Linked DNA regions of Oryza sativa: region 2 is linked to region 1. The links are chromatin contacts, called in public ChIA-PET maps. All regions are on one chromosome and are shown on one strand. Each heading gives the region's core, a stretch centred on a gene start, on an enhancer-like site or on the middle of the called end of the contact. The rest is flanking DNA. Distances are from core to core; before and after follow the strand shown. Region 1 holds the start of LOC4337482 (peroxidase 12). Region 2 holds the start of LOC136351045 (cationic peroxidase SPC4-like).

Region 1 (6,032 bases), core at 1,895-4,394:
CAGAAAATACTGTTGTTTGGTTCCGTTTGCTTGCAAAGTTGTTTTCTTAGTTCACTTATCCTTTACGAGTACGACCTTACCTTCTATAAGGATGGTTCTGTTCTGTATAATATTTTGTTTCAGGCGATGTATCAGGGAATTTATTTCCCTTAAACTCTGTCTTTAATCTATAGTAATCTAATGAGTTTTTTTTTTTTTTTTTAAAAAAGTACTCCCTCCGTCCCATAATATACCGTCCCATAATATAAGGGATTTTGAGTTTTTGCTTACACCGTTTGACCACTCGTCTTATTCAAAAAATTTTAGAATTATTGTTTATTTTTTTGTGATTTACTTTATTATCCAAAGTACGTTAAGCGTAACTTTTTGTTTTTTATATTTGCATAAATTTTTTAAATAAGATGAGTGGTCAAACAGATTAAGAAAAACTCAAAATCCCTTATATTATGGGACGGAGGGAGTAACAAACTGATATGTAGCAGTTCGCGGATGATGATGGTAACAAATCGTTCGTGATGTCTGACCACTTGCATAATGCATACTAGTGCTAACTTCGTAACTACTCCTGTTATGTTGCTCTGTACAGCTGATATGTGGGTGTTCCATAGTCAGTTTTAGGCTGATTCCACGGAAAAAAAAAGTTTTAGGCTGATTGATGGGAATGATTCGCCATAACTGTAGATGTCTCTTGTGCAGTACCAGAGATCAATCTAATGGTAACAGGCTAGGACGAGAGCAATTTTATCGTGAGAAAAAATGGTGGTGATTGATGCAAGAAAAGAAAAGAAAGTGAAAGTGTGAAACTTGAAAGTGAGAGTAATATTCATACAGTAGAGGCAGCAGGGAAAAAGAAGAGTGATATATTATAGGCTGTGCTGCCTGGCCCATTGACTGAAGTGCTATAATTTTGGAGGCCCAAACGAAGCCCGTCTGAGTATCCTCGTATCCTGGGGTTCTGTTCTTGGCGTGGTTGATATGATTGTGCTGGTCAAGCTCTCCAGTCTCCACCATGCTGCGGGCCAATCATCAGGAGGTGTCATCCAAGATCCAGATGCAGAATGTACTACCCGTCTTTCTTAAGGTTTATATATACAGTAGTATAGTATATATAAACCTTTCCATTTGTTTATTTCCAATGCTATATACTGGCTACTTCTACCTCTCTTTTCTAATGCTAGCACGTTGTAAAATCTGCTCCAAAGTAGTAGTAATATCTTAATGAACTAAGGCTGATTGTTTTGTTGCGCTTTTATTTGCTGAGTTATTGGATTCCTTTGTCCCAAAACATTCACATGATCATCGTTGGTGTACACTAGTGATGGTGTGCAAACGTGGACGACTTTGACCAATCTACCTTTTGTCCCAGATTCAGAGCATCTAGTTATGCACTTTAACTCCGGTGGGTGAGTGACTTCTGAGTAGTCGTACTCGTGTCACGTATGCTTCCCGGTCCTGTGCCAGCGCTGTGCAATTTAATAAACTACACTTTGTTTTGTTTTTATCTGATTAAGTGTCGTGCTATGCCGAACGATGGAAACATTAATTTTGGGTTTATGCTGTGACAAAGACAGTTGTGATGATGTAGCACTAACTGATGATGATGATACATTTGACATGCAGTTACTCTGTCCCGACCGAGGAATCGAGTAGTAACTTTACTTTTTATGAAGCAAAACCATTCTAACTAAGCAGAGAATGCATGGAAACCAAACACCACGCGCAGATGGCATCCTCTTAATTATTATTACTAGCACAAAACATAAACATAAAACGATCACTAATTACTCCATAAGTTAATTAGGCGTCGGCGGCGAAGCCTTGGTCGTCGTCGGCAGCGTTGAGGAGGTCGGAGGAGCGGCGGTTGGGAGCGGCGCAGTTGTTGCGGATCTCGCCGGCGTTGCCGGTGAGGACGTCCATCTGGCTCATCTTGACCATGGAGCGTGCGAACTGGTCGAAGAAGGCGGCCTGGTTGAGGGCGAAGCGGACGGCGGTGCGGTTGGTCTGCGCGTCCTCGATGAGGCCCTGGTCGGACTTGAAGATCCCCTGCTTGGCGATGAGGTCGAAGTAGTACTTGTTGTCGAAGGCGTTGGGCGTGCGGACGTCCAGCTCCTGCGTGACCGAGTTCACCGGCACGTCCTTGGCGCACTTGGCCTGCAGCTTCTTCACCAGCACAGGGTCCATGATGGGCTTGGAGCCATCGAAGCGGTCGTTGAAGCTGCCGCAGTGGCCTAGTCCGATGGTGTGCGCGCCGGACAGCGCCACCAGGTCCGTCTTGTCCAGGTTTCGGTCCTTGAACGCCTGGATGAGCGTGGGCACGTCGAAGAAGGGCGCCGGCAGGAGGCCCACCTTGTCGCTCGACGCCGGTGCCAGCCCGTCGCGCCGCCCCAGAGGCACGTCGAAGTAGGGCCCGCCGGACTGCCATGTAAATGTAATTAAATTAAATATGTTAATTTGTTCAGTTCTTGAGTAAAAATCCCGACTGTTCATTATTAATTAAGAATTAGACGTACGGCGACGATGGCGTCACGCGTGGCGAGCGTGGTGATGTCGGCGCAGGACACCTTGGCGCCGCAGGCGGAGTGTACGGCGGCGCGGATGTCCTCGATGAGCTTCAGCGCCGACGGCCGCAGCGTCTGGTTGGGTATCTCACCCAGCTCGCTTTGGGAACCCGTCAGGAGGACCGACGCGTCGCACCCCTGAACACTTAATTAATTATGTTAATATACTACTGTAGTTACTAAAACTCGGTATTTAATTTGTTTTTTTTTTATGTATTGCCATCTGTAAGAAGGAGGCACCATGCATCAACCGAACCGGCAACTACTGGAGTAAAATGGTAGTAGGACGTGCCTGCGGGAAGCAGTCGTGGAAGAAGATGCGGACGAGGCCGGCGGCGATGCCGATGTCGCGGCGGAGGGCCTCGGTGACGTGCCACCTCACGATGCCCTCCACCGACGGGCACGACGTGTCATAGAACCCCCAGGAGAGGCCGGCGACGACGGGTTCGCCGGTGGTCACCACGGCCGCGCAACGGGCAGCAAAGAGGCCCGAGATCAGTAGCACAACCATACCCAGCTTGGACGCCATTGCTCAACACTCTAGCTAACAAAGATCGATCACTCTCAGCTCGACCTCTGCCTCCTGCAAATGGTCCATCTCTCCATGCCCTATATATATACTGGACTGGACCCTATCTTGTGGAAAAGTGGAATATAATGTATACTCCTACTACGTGCATAGTATGTTGGTCTAGGATTGTGGCTTGATTGCTCAAGCCAGCACATTATCAAGATGTCAGTTTGCTGTTTCTAATTAATTGTTATGTCCAAGCCCGATCTGATCCACAGGAGGCAGGCATATGCCTACATCAAAGGCAGAGATCAATAATTAATATATCACCACCTAACCTTGCAGTATGTTAACTATATTCAAAGAAAAATAAAGCTGACTTTTTCACAAAGATAAAGCTGACCAGCTAGACTCATTTCTTTTAGTTACCATCACATCTTTAATTTGTGTTGTACAATAATACTGCCTCTGTTATTTTAAACCTCACATTTTTGTATTTTCTTGTGGTTTCCAGAATACGACTTGGGCTAATCCATTTAATAACTTTGCATCAAGATCATACAAAGATTATATTTGTATGAACAGATTTTGTAACGAAAAATCTAATTATATCAATTTTATAAATCAAATTCTAATAGTTTCAAACATGTCAGTCGTCACACTAATAAAATATTTTTTTCAGCATGGATTCTCGGATCTTAAGACTCCAGATTGCAAGAAGAACGTTGCAGTGGGCCATGATGTTGATCAATTAATTAGCAAGTGGTCTAGTGTATGAAAAGAAATCCAATTAGCAAGTGGTGATGGTGCAATTAATTGCGCTTGATATCTCTATCTTACGGTTGCACGCCCCCACCAATTAGACACCTCCCAATTCCCATTTCTTTTCTTTCCTTCTTTTTAAAGCTTCACGAGCCAGTTAGTGGTACAAACTACAAAGCAGTCCAGAGAGGAAAAAAATCAATGGAAAACAACCAATAAAACGATGTGCAATATATAGTGTGCTCCATCCGTCCCAAAATAAAACAATTTAGTATTAGATGAGATGTTTTTATAACGAATCTGTACAAAGCTCAATATAGATTTGTTGTACTAAAAAATATCTCATTCAATACCATATTATAGCCGAGTTTAGATCCAAAGTTTTTCTTTAAACTTTTAACTTTTTCATCACGTCAAAATTTTCCTACACACAAATTTTCAACTTTTTTATCACATCGTTTCAATTTTAACCGAATTTTTAATTTTAATGTGAACTAAACGTACTATTTTTTTTTAAGGACGGAGGGAGTTTGTTGCAAGGAGGCTTTGGTCGCCATGGAATCCTTTGCCTTTAGGGAGTGTCTTCCGGATTGTGCCTGCCACATGCCCACATGCTAGGCAAATGTATCAATTTTTTTCCGTGGACACGTGCTTTTCTGTACTAGTAAATCCAGATGCTGTGAATCGATCTGGTCAGTCAAGAGGATGCTGGATGCATGCGTTCCTACCCAAAAGTCAAGTTGTTGTTTCCCGGCATTTTCTGCAAACAGGCATGTGCATCTGTCCACTAGAATTGTAGTTGGTGACCAACGATGAGTACTATTGCTAATGTAAATTACGGTTACAATGACTCTAGGCTTGTGGAAACACCCACAATTTTCCAATCATGCATACCAGTGGATTTTGCCGACCCCACCCGGGGTGTGGCTACAAGACGACACCATCCGGCGATGACATGGAGTACATAGCTAGTGGCTGCAAGTCCAAAATGACTAGATTTGTTAAGGGGTAAAGTGACTTTCAGTGATGCAATCGATAGGGAAATAAATGGAGCATTTAATTTATCTGTCAACTGATTTGCTAGATAAAATTGAAGCATAGAATTCGCATGCAGCTGACTGTACATATATAAAATCTAAATTATATGTAACATGAAGGATATATATAAAGCAAAATAGCTTTTAGACTTTGGCATTCAAATATATTGTACCCCTCTAACCACAAAAGAATGTTGTTCTAGAATCCATACATGTAGAATGTAAATTTTATGCATATGAGAATGATATAGCCATGTTTGTTAAGGTTCCATAATGTTACAATAGTGTAATTTGGATATGTTTCAAAGAATTAAGCGGCTAAAGATATATCTTATTGACTTTGAAAAGTCCAAAAACAGAGGATGTCTATCTATCATGTGACCAGGGCTGGAAATTTCGGGCTGAAATTTCTGAAATTTCAGACCCCTCCGATACGATACTATTTCGGCAAATTTTTTCATCTTTTTTTTAATTTTTCATGAATTTTGATAATATTTGTTTAAAAATTTGAATAGAATTTCAGAAATTTCGGTATATCTATGACCTCCAATCAAATCGGCAAAGCCAAAAAAGCAAGCCCTTCATGCGACCGAGTTTCTTCAAATGAATCAGTCGATTTTATGCCATTGAGCTTCGTGCACACACCAACCAAACCCATTCCTATCCTCCCAACACAATCCCACCGCCACCGGCCACTCGTCCAAATAGTTACGCTCCTCCATCTACGCCGTCTCTCTCTACCCAGTCCACACCATAGTGGCATCTAAGAGATCCGCTAATATGGCGCCCTCCTTGCTACCTACCTCCTATTCTTGTCCACCACCGGTCCTCCATCACCGAGGCCTTCCCTCAAAACCTGTCCTTACCGCCTCTCTAACCTTTCTCTATTGCCACCGTCACCTAATTCAGCAAAGCTTAAGATATATTATGAAGATAGTACACAAACATACAAGTTTAAATTTAATCTACATATAAAAGAACAATAACGACAAATTTTACTTGCGTTGCACGTACAGGTGCTATTCGTTACCTGATTTTATTATAGTTGTAAATCGAATTTAGTTTTACATGTTTGTGTATAGATTTATGTTATCATAACCAATGTTATCTATTATAAATATTTTAAGCCGTATGAAAATAACATGTGCAATATTGCACCTGTAT
Region 2 (6,032 bases), core at 2,324-4,823, 35 kb after region 1:
GGCTCTACATTTGCTATGCTCAATTTTGCAATGTTTTTGTGACATTAATTTCAATAGTTGAAAATACTACCTCATCATGTACTGGAAGTGAAATGTTTCGATTTGATTTGATTGTGTTTCACTATTTTAAGTTTTGGTTGTTATTACTTTCTTCAATTTTTCAATCATTGGAACGTAACCCAATTATTTCATACGTGGAAGGAAATTATACGTTTCAATTTAAATTTGACAATGTTTTATTTCCTTTATTTTATTTCTAAATATTGCATTCCACTTGTCTTGGTGTTTGGTATATCACGCTGGTTCTCTTTTATTACAGCTATTATATTCTAAATGTTTTATTGTCTGAAAATTTTGTTTCACAATGTATAAGTTTGTTTTTTCAGTAACTATTAACTGATGAAGCAGTTTTAACGATTTCTTTTATCATATCAAACGGACTATCTCTAGTCGAGTCCTTTATAATTTATACGGACTAACAATATTTCTCAAGATGGGAGGTAAGAAAATTCTCACTCTGCTTTTCAATATATGAATCTGCTAAGTTTTGTTATAAAATTTAACCATTCGTCTTTGTTGAATAGTTCCACATTGACTGTGAAATGGCAAATGACCTAAGATATAAGTGGGGAAACCCCTCACCTCAATGGCTAGCTTTTGGGGTGGGAAAGGCTATTTACGATCCTACATGTGGTATCAGAGCCTGGCTAGTTTAACATCTCTAGCCCGATAGACATAGTGTGTGAAGGCCTGATGGACCGTGAGTGTCTGCGGGGCCCGTATACCTGATGGACCGTGGGCCTATCCTGTGGGGCCCGTATACGGTGAAAGGCTGAGGGACACCAATGTGTGAAGGGACAGATTGTTGAATAGTCCCACATTAGTTATGGAAGGACAAAGGACCTAAGATATAAGTGGGGGAGCCCCTCACCTCAACGACTAGCTTTTAGGGTAGGAAATGCCCTTTACGATCCTACAATTTTATTCATTTTTTTTCAAATTGTAATAATATAAGTAAAGTTTCTTTAGTGATAAATCAAGCCCTAACAAAAGAGAATATATTTCATTAATTTTTTTAACTAAAACAATGATTAAACATTATGTAAAAAGTTAACATCGCTATATATTAGAAAACGGAGGTAGTACGAGATTGAAATTATGAGGTAGTACCGCTAGCAAAGAAAAACAATCTTATTATTGGCTTTCATAGTGCATTGACGTGGCATTCAGCCCGAGCCAAATAGGTTGGAGATTCCACCACACGTCGAACTATTTTGTTGCTCTGAAGAACGCGGAGCCAAATGTTACCACAGGTACCTCGTCAAAATCTGCATCTTTGGATCCCACATTTCATGCCCCGCACCATAAGGAAGGGAGAGAGAGGACCGAGGAGAGGCACTTTGTCGCCATCCCCGCGCTCCACGCTGCCGAGCATATTGGACAGTGGAGGAGGGCGATGAGGTGAGGAGCGCTTCAGACCGCACCGGCGACACAACGCCGTGGCCACAGACGAAGGAGGGGTGAAAAAGGTGGGGAGAGGGGATAAACGTTGCCGTTGTTCTTGTCCTCTTCATCCCCTGATATAGTTGTGCCGGCGTCGCGTCAAGAGGAGAGAAGGTGAGGTGGCGCCGACGTCGAGCTGTTGCCTTCGTCGCTTGGGACGCCCTCGTCACCTCCAGATCCACACCCGTGCCGCCGACCTCGCCGATGCTTTGGGGGAGGAGAGGAAGGGTGGTACACCGGTGGATCTAGCCGCCGCTCCGCCTAGTGTCGTCGCCGCATGGGCCCGACGGCTCGGCTCCCTCCACCCGGCGCCACTACTTCTTGAGCTGCTGCTGCCGCTCCGCCTGACTCCGTCTCCGCTCGATACCTTAGCTTCCTCCGCCAAGCGCCGTCACCTCGGTTTCCTTCACCCGGCGCCTCGTCTTCCTCCGGCGGTGGGAAAGGCAGAGAGGATATAGGGGGAGATGAAAAGTGGGAGTGGATCTACAAGTGAGATCCACAATAAATAACTTGCACTACTGTGAAGCATATATCCTTTGAGGAGCTTGGTCCAGGTGGCAACGGAAGCGCAGCAAATGCGGTGGTCGCACTGCTATCTCCCTTATGGTAGGGACACAACGAATTAAGCGAACAAAAGCCAAGGGCCAAGGCCTGCACTCGTGCAGGCCAACGAGACCAGGATCAGCTAGCGTATATACGTCAACCACCTCCCTAATTAATCAACAACGGATGGAGGGCCGCTCCGTGGACATGTCGTCGTACAGCCGGAGCCAACGATCTCGATCGATCCACCCATATCAAGGAGAAGCGGCCTCATCGCCGGTGGCCAAGTCGACGAGGCGTGGTCCGTTGGTCCTGAAGCAGCTGCGGCGGATCTCGCCGACGTTCCTGTCAGTCCTCGGAACCTGGCTGAGCTTGACCATGGACTTGGCGAACTGCCTGAAGAATGCGGCCTTGTCCGCGGCGAACTGCCTGACGATTGGCGCCGTGATCCGGTCCTTGATGAGCGCCATATCGGAGGTGAACACCCCCTGCTTCCTGGTGAGCGCGACGTAGTAGGCGTTGTCGAAGGCGTCGGGCGTGACGACGTCCAGATTCTGCAGCCGGTTGGGGTCCTTGGTGCAGTTCACGGCCAGCTTCTTGGAGAAGGTGTCGTCCTGGCGGGCGGCGCGGTCACGGAAGAAGTCGCAGTGCGCCCTCCCGACGGTGTGGGCGCCGGAAAGCGCCACCAGGTCGGCGGCCTCTCTGAGGCCCTTGCTTCCGAATTTGTCGAGGAGAGCCTGGACGCTGGAGGTGCCCGGGCCCGGGAGTTGGTTGACGAGGCGCACCGGGGCCGGGGCGAGGCTGTCTTTTTGGCCGAGAGACACTGCGTACGAGGGTCCCCCGGAGACGACGACGGCGTCACGGGTGGCGAGCGCGGAGATGTCGGCGCAGGAGACGGTGGGGCCGCATGCTGCATGCACCTTGGCGCGGATGTCGTCGACGAGCTGCAGCGCCCGCGGCTGCAGCGTCAGGTTTGGGCCCATGCCCTGCTCTGAGTTGCTGCCTCCCCTCAGATACACCGATGCATCGCACCCCTGCACATGCATATGCAGCATGTTCAGTTGAGTACAACATTATTGTTCGTACGTACGTGCGAATATAGGAGTATGTTCTTGCGTGCGTGCCTGCGGGAGGCAGTCGTGGAAGAAGATGCGGAGGAGGCCGGCGGCGAGGGCGATCTCTTGCTGCAGCGCGGCTTGCACTGAGGAGCGCACGATGGCCTCCAGCGGCGGGCACGACGCCGCGTGGAAGTCCACAGACAACTCGGCTGCTGCTGCTGTTGGTGAGGAGATAAGGAGGACGGCGACGAAGGAGACCAGCTCCAGGACGGGCAGTCTCCTCGCTGCAGCCATCTTAATTTGGCTCTCTGCTCTCACTCTTGATAAATATTTTTTTTTCAAGTTTATACTACTTTATTTGGGCAACTATTTGTGGCTTTTATAAGTTGTCGACTTGTCGCTCTTTAAATTTCGTTCTTACGGTTCTTTTTCCATTTTCTTCCCACCAGAATAAAAGCTTCCCTGATTTCTTTCCACTTTCGTCTATGTGATGTGATAGGCCAGACTACTGATGTGAAATATCCATTTTACACATGCCCCCTTCTCTTAATTTCCCTCCTCTCTTTATCCACCATGTTTTAGATTTCGATCACTTGTGACAATGACTTAACTCCGGGGAATCATGGAAAGCGTCGCCGCCATCTTATCTACTAGCTAGACATGCACAGGTCAGGGGCGACGAGATGCACCGGCCAACCACCCCCCCTTCCCCCATATTCCCTCTACCTTCATCATGCCTGCCTCATTGACTATATGTGCCTCTGCCTCTACCTCTGCTCCCCTACACCAGCATCAACAGTCCCTACTTCTACACTCACCCTTCACCGCAAACACTCTCGTTCTTTTTAGCCCTCGCTTCCCTGCTAAGCTCGTGTCAACTTTGAGCTCACTGACGCCATCACCGCCGAGTGTGTGGCAGTGGCGGCCAAGTCATCGTGGAAGGGCATCGAGCGGCAGTTGCAGCGAATGTCGAAGTACATCAAATTGTTTTCGGTGATGACTTGCCTAGCATCGCTAGCTCATTGAACCCAAGCGTATATCTCCTCCGGTGCCACCTCGTTGAGCCCATATCAGAGCTCGGTGCTCGATGGATGAGGGAGGAGACAGAGGAAGAAGAGATAAGATGTAGCGCCCGTTCCGTCGTGGCGCCTAGCGGGAAAATTATCTCTTAAAAACCCTAATTGCGAAATTTGTTTCTTTGCTTGTTGTCTAGTGTCCGTGCCATCTCAAGATCTCAATCCGCGATCGATCGTCGAGATCAATTCCGAATCCAATTTGTCGGTGACATGGGACCGGGAGTATCATGACTTAGAGACTTGAGGCAGACACGATCACCCACGTGGCCTAACCCCCTCGGGGGGGTCGGGCCCGAGGGTGATACGGCCGCCCTTCTCTTTGTCTCCCCGAGGGGTCGGACCGCTCCCGTCTCGGCCCCGAGGGCTGGGGCGCCCCGACCCCTTGTGGATTTTGCGCCGCGTGTATGGGTTAGGTGAGCGCAGCGGCGCTCACCTAACCGCATTTATTGCGGTTTGGACGAGCGCGTCACGCCGCATGTAACGCAGTGCAGCGCGCTCGTTTATCCGGTCTGTGACCGGTCATATACCGGTCAGATCGTGGGTTAGGTGGCGACAGGCGGTCTGACGCACGCCTCGCCCCATCCCGTCAGGACGAGAGCCTCCAAGCACTCGTCCCTAGCCGGAACCGGCGTGTTAGCTCCTGGAGATGGCACGTTGGTTCCGGTCAGATATATGCCAGGCTTCATCCTAACCATTACAGGCAAGATGTTGTATGAAGAAGGGCGAACATGCAGATTGTTAAACTGACACGTGGTGGACAAGAATGACCGATTTGTGACCGGTCAGACAATGGTCATGTCGTCAGCAGACAGCCATGTTCCCACGTCGCGCCTGCTTCCGGCGGAAGTGGAGGTAGGTATGGGCCGTCCCATCAGAAGGTCATTCGGACGGCAGCCATACAAATCTCCGTCCATTAATGAAGAGAAGTCAAGTAAGAAAGAGAGGGAGAGATGGTGCATGTGGTATCCCCTTGAGATATAAAAGGAGGACCTTGCCCACTTAGAAGAAAAAACGATCCCAGAACGATCGGGGGCTGGCTCGCACTTTGTAGCTTCTTCATACACAGACCACCAAAACACAGGAGTAGGGTATTACGCTTCTCAGCGGCCCGAACCTGTATACATCGCCCGTGTCTTGTGTGTTTCCACTCTCGCGAACTTTCCACAGACCAAGAGCTTAGAACCTCACCCAGAGCCCCCGGCCGAACCGGCTAAAGGGGGCCTGCGCGGTCTCCCGGTGAGGAGCCCCACGCTCCGTCATCTGGCGCGCCAGGTAGGGGGCTCTGCGAGTGATCTTCTGAGCTCTCGCACTCTTTCGTGTGCGCCAAGCTTTTCCTGTTCAGCCCAATGGCCGAACAAGCAAAGGCGCACAACCTCTCTCCGAGTGTTAGCGGTGACGACGGGGAGCCAAACCCACGCCGTCGAGCTCGTACTCCACCGCCCCCTCCACGCCAAAGTCCTAGGCGGGAGGAGGTGCTCGAGAGGGTCGAAGGATCCACGACTTCGACATCCACGGGTGATGGGGAAGGGCGGCGAGATGGGGAGCGTCGCCTCCTCGTCTACGGCGACGGTAGCACGCCCCAGGGCGCGCTCCAAGCTGCGGGCGCGCTCCTACGTCACCCGCCCATTGTCCCTGACCCGGAGTCTCCAGCCCAACGTTGGCTGGACGACGTGGCCAACTTGGTCATGACGGCACGGCAGCGCCTAGGTGCTGGTGGGCGGTCCTCCGCCACCAAGACCTCTGGCGCTGCTACCACCGGCTCCGTATCGTCAAGGCGGAGGGCGCGGCGAGCGGCGGCTGTTGCTCGCCATTCGGCCGCCACTCCTTCGTCAGCGCCTCCGACCCAGGAAGA

The links. ChIA-PET counts read pairs in DNA pulled down with a chosen protein or histone mark.
Region 2: an H3K9ac ChIA-PET map of seedling shows a contact between it and region 1, with 4 times the contacts expected there. The contact joins the promoter of LOC136351045 here to the promoter of LOC4337482 in region 1. A contact is called at or near these places in 3 of 4 datasets of contacts at active chromatin or transcription factors (leaf and seedling).

The regions. Positions count from the first base shown.
Region 1 is chr4:35,706,226-35,712,257 of ASM3414082v1, forward strand. It overlaps LOC4337482 (peroxidase 12), which reads right to left and starts at 3,145. Exons shown (of 3, transcript XM_015780055.3): 1 at 2,851-3,145; 2 at 2,511-2,696; 3 at 1,560-2,415. The coding sequence starts at 3,087. The coding sequence ends at 1,798.
Region 2 is chr4:35,740,904-35,746,935 of ASM3414082v1, forward strand. It overlaps LOC136351045 (cationic peroxidase SPC4-like), which reads right to left and starts at 3,574. Exons shown (of 2, transcript XM_015780057.3): 1 at 3,171-3,574; 2 at 1,975-3,080. The coding sequence starts at 3,398. The coding sequence ends at 2,301.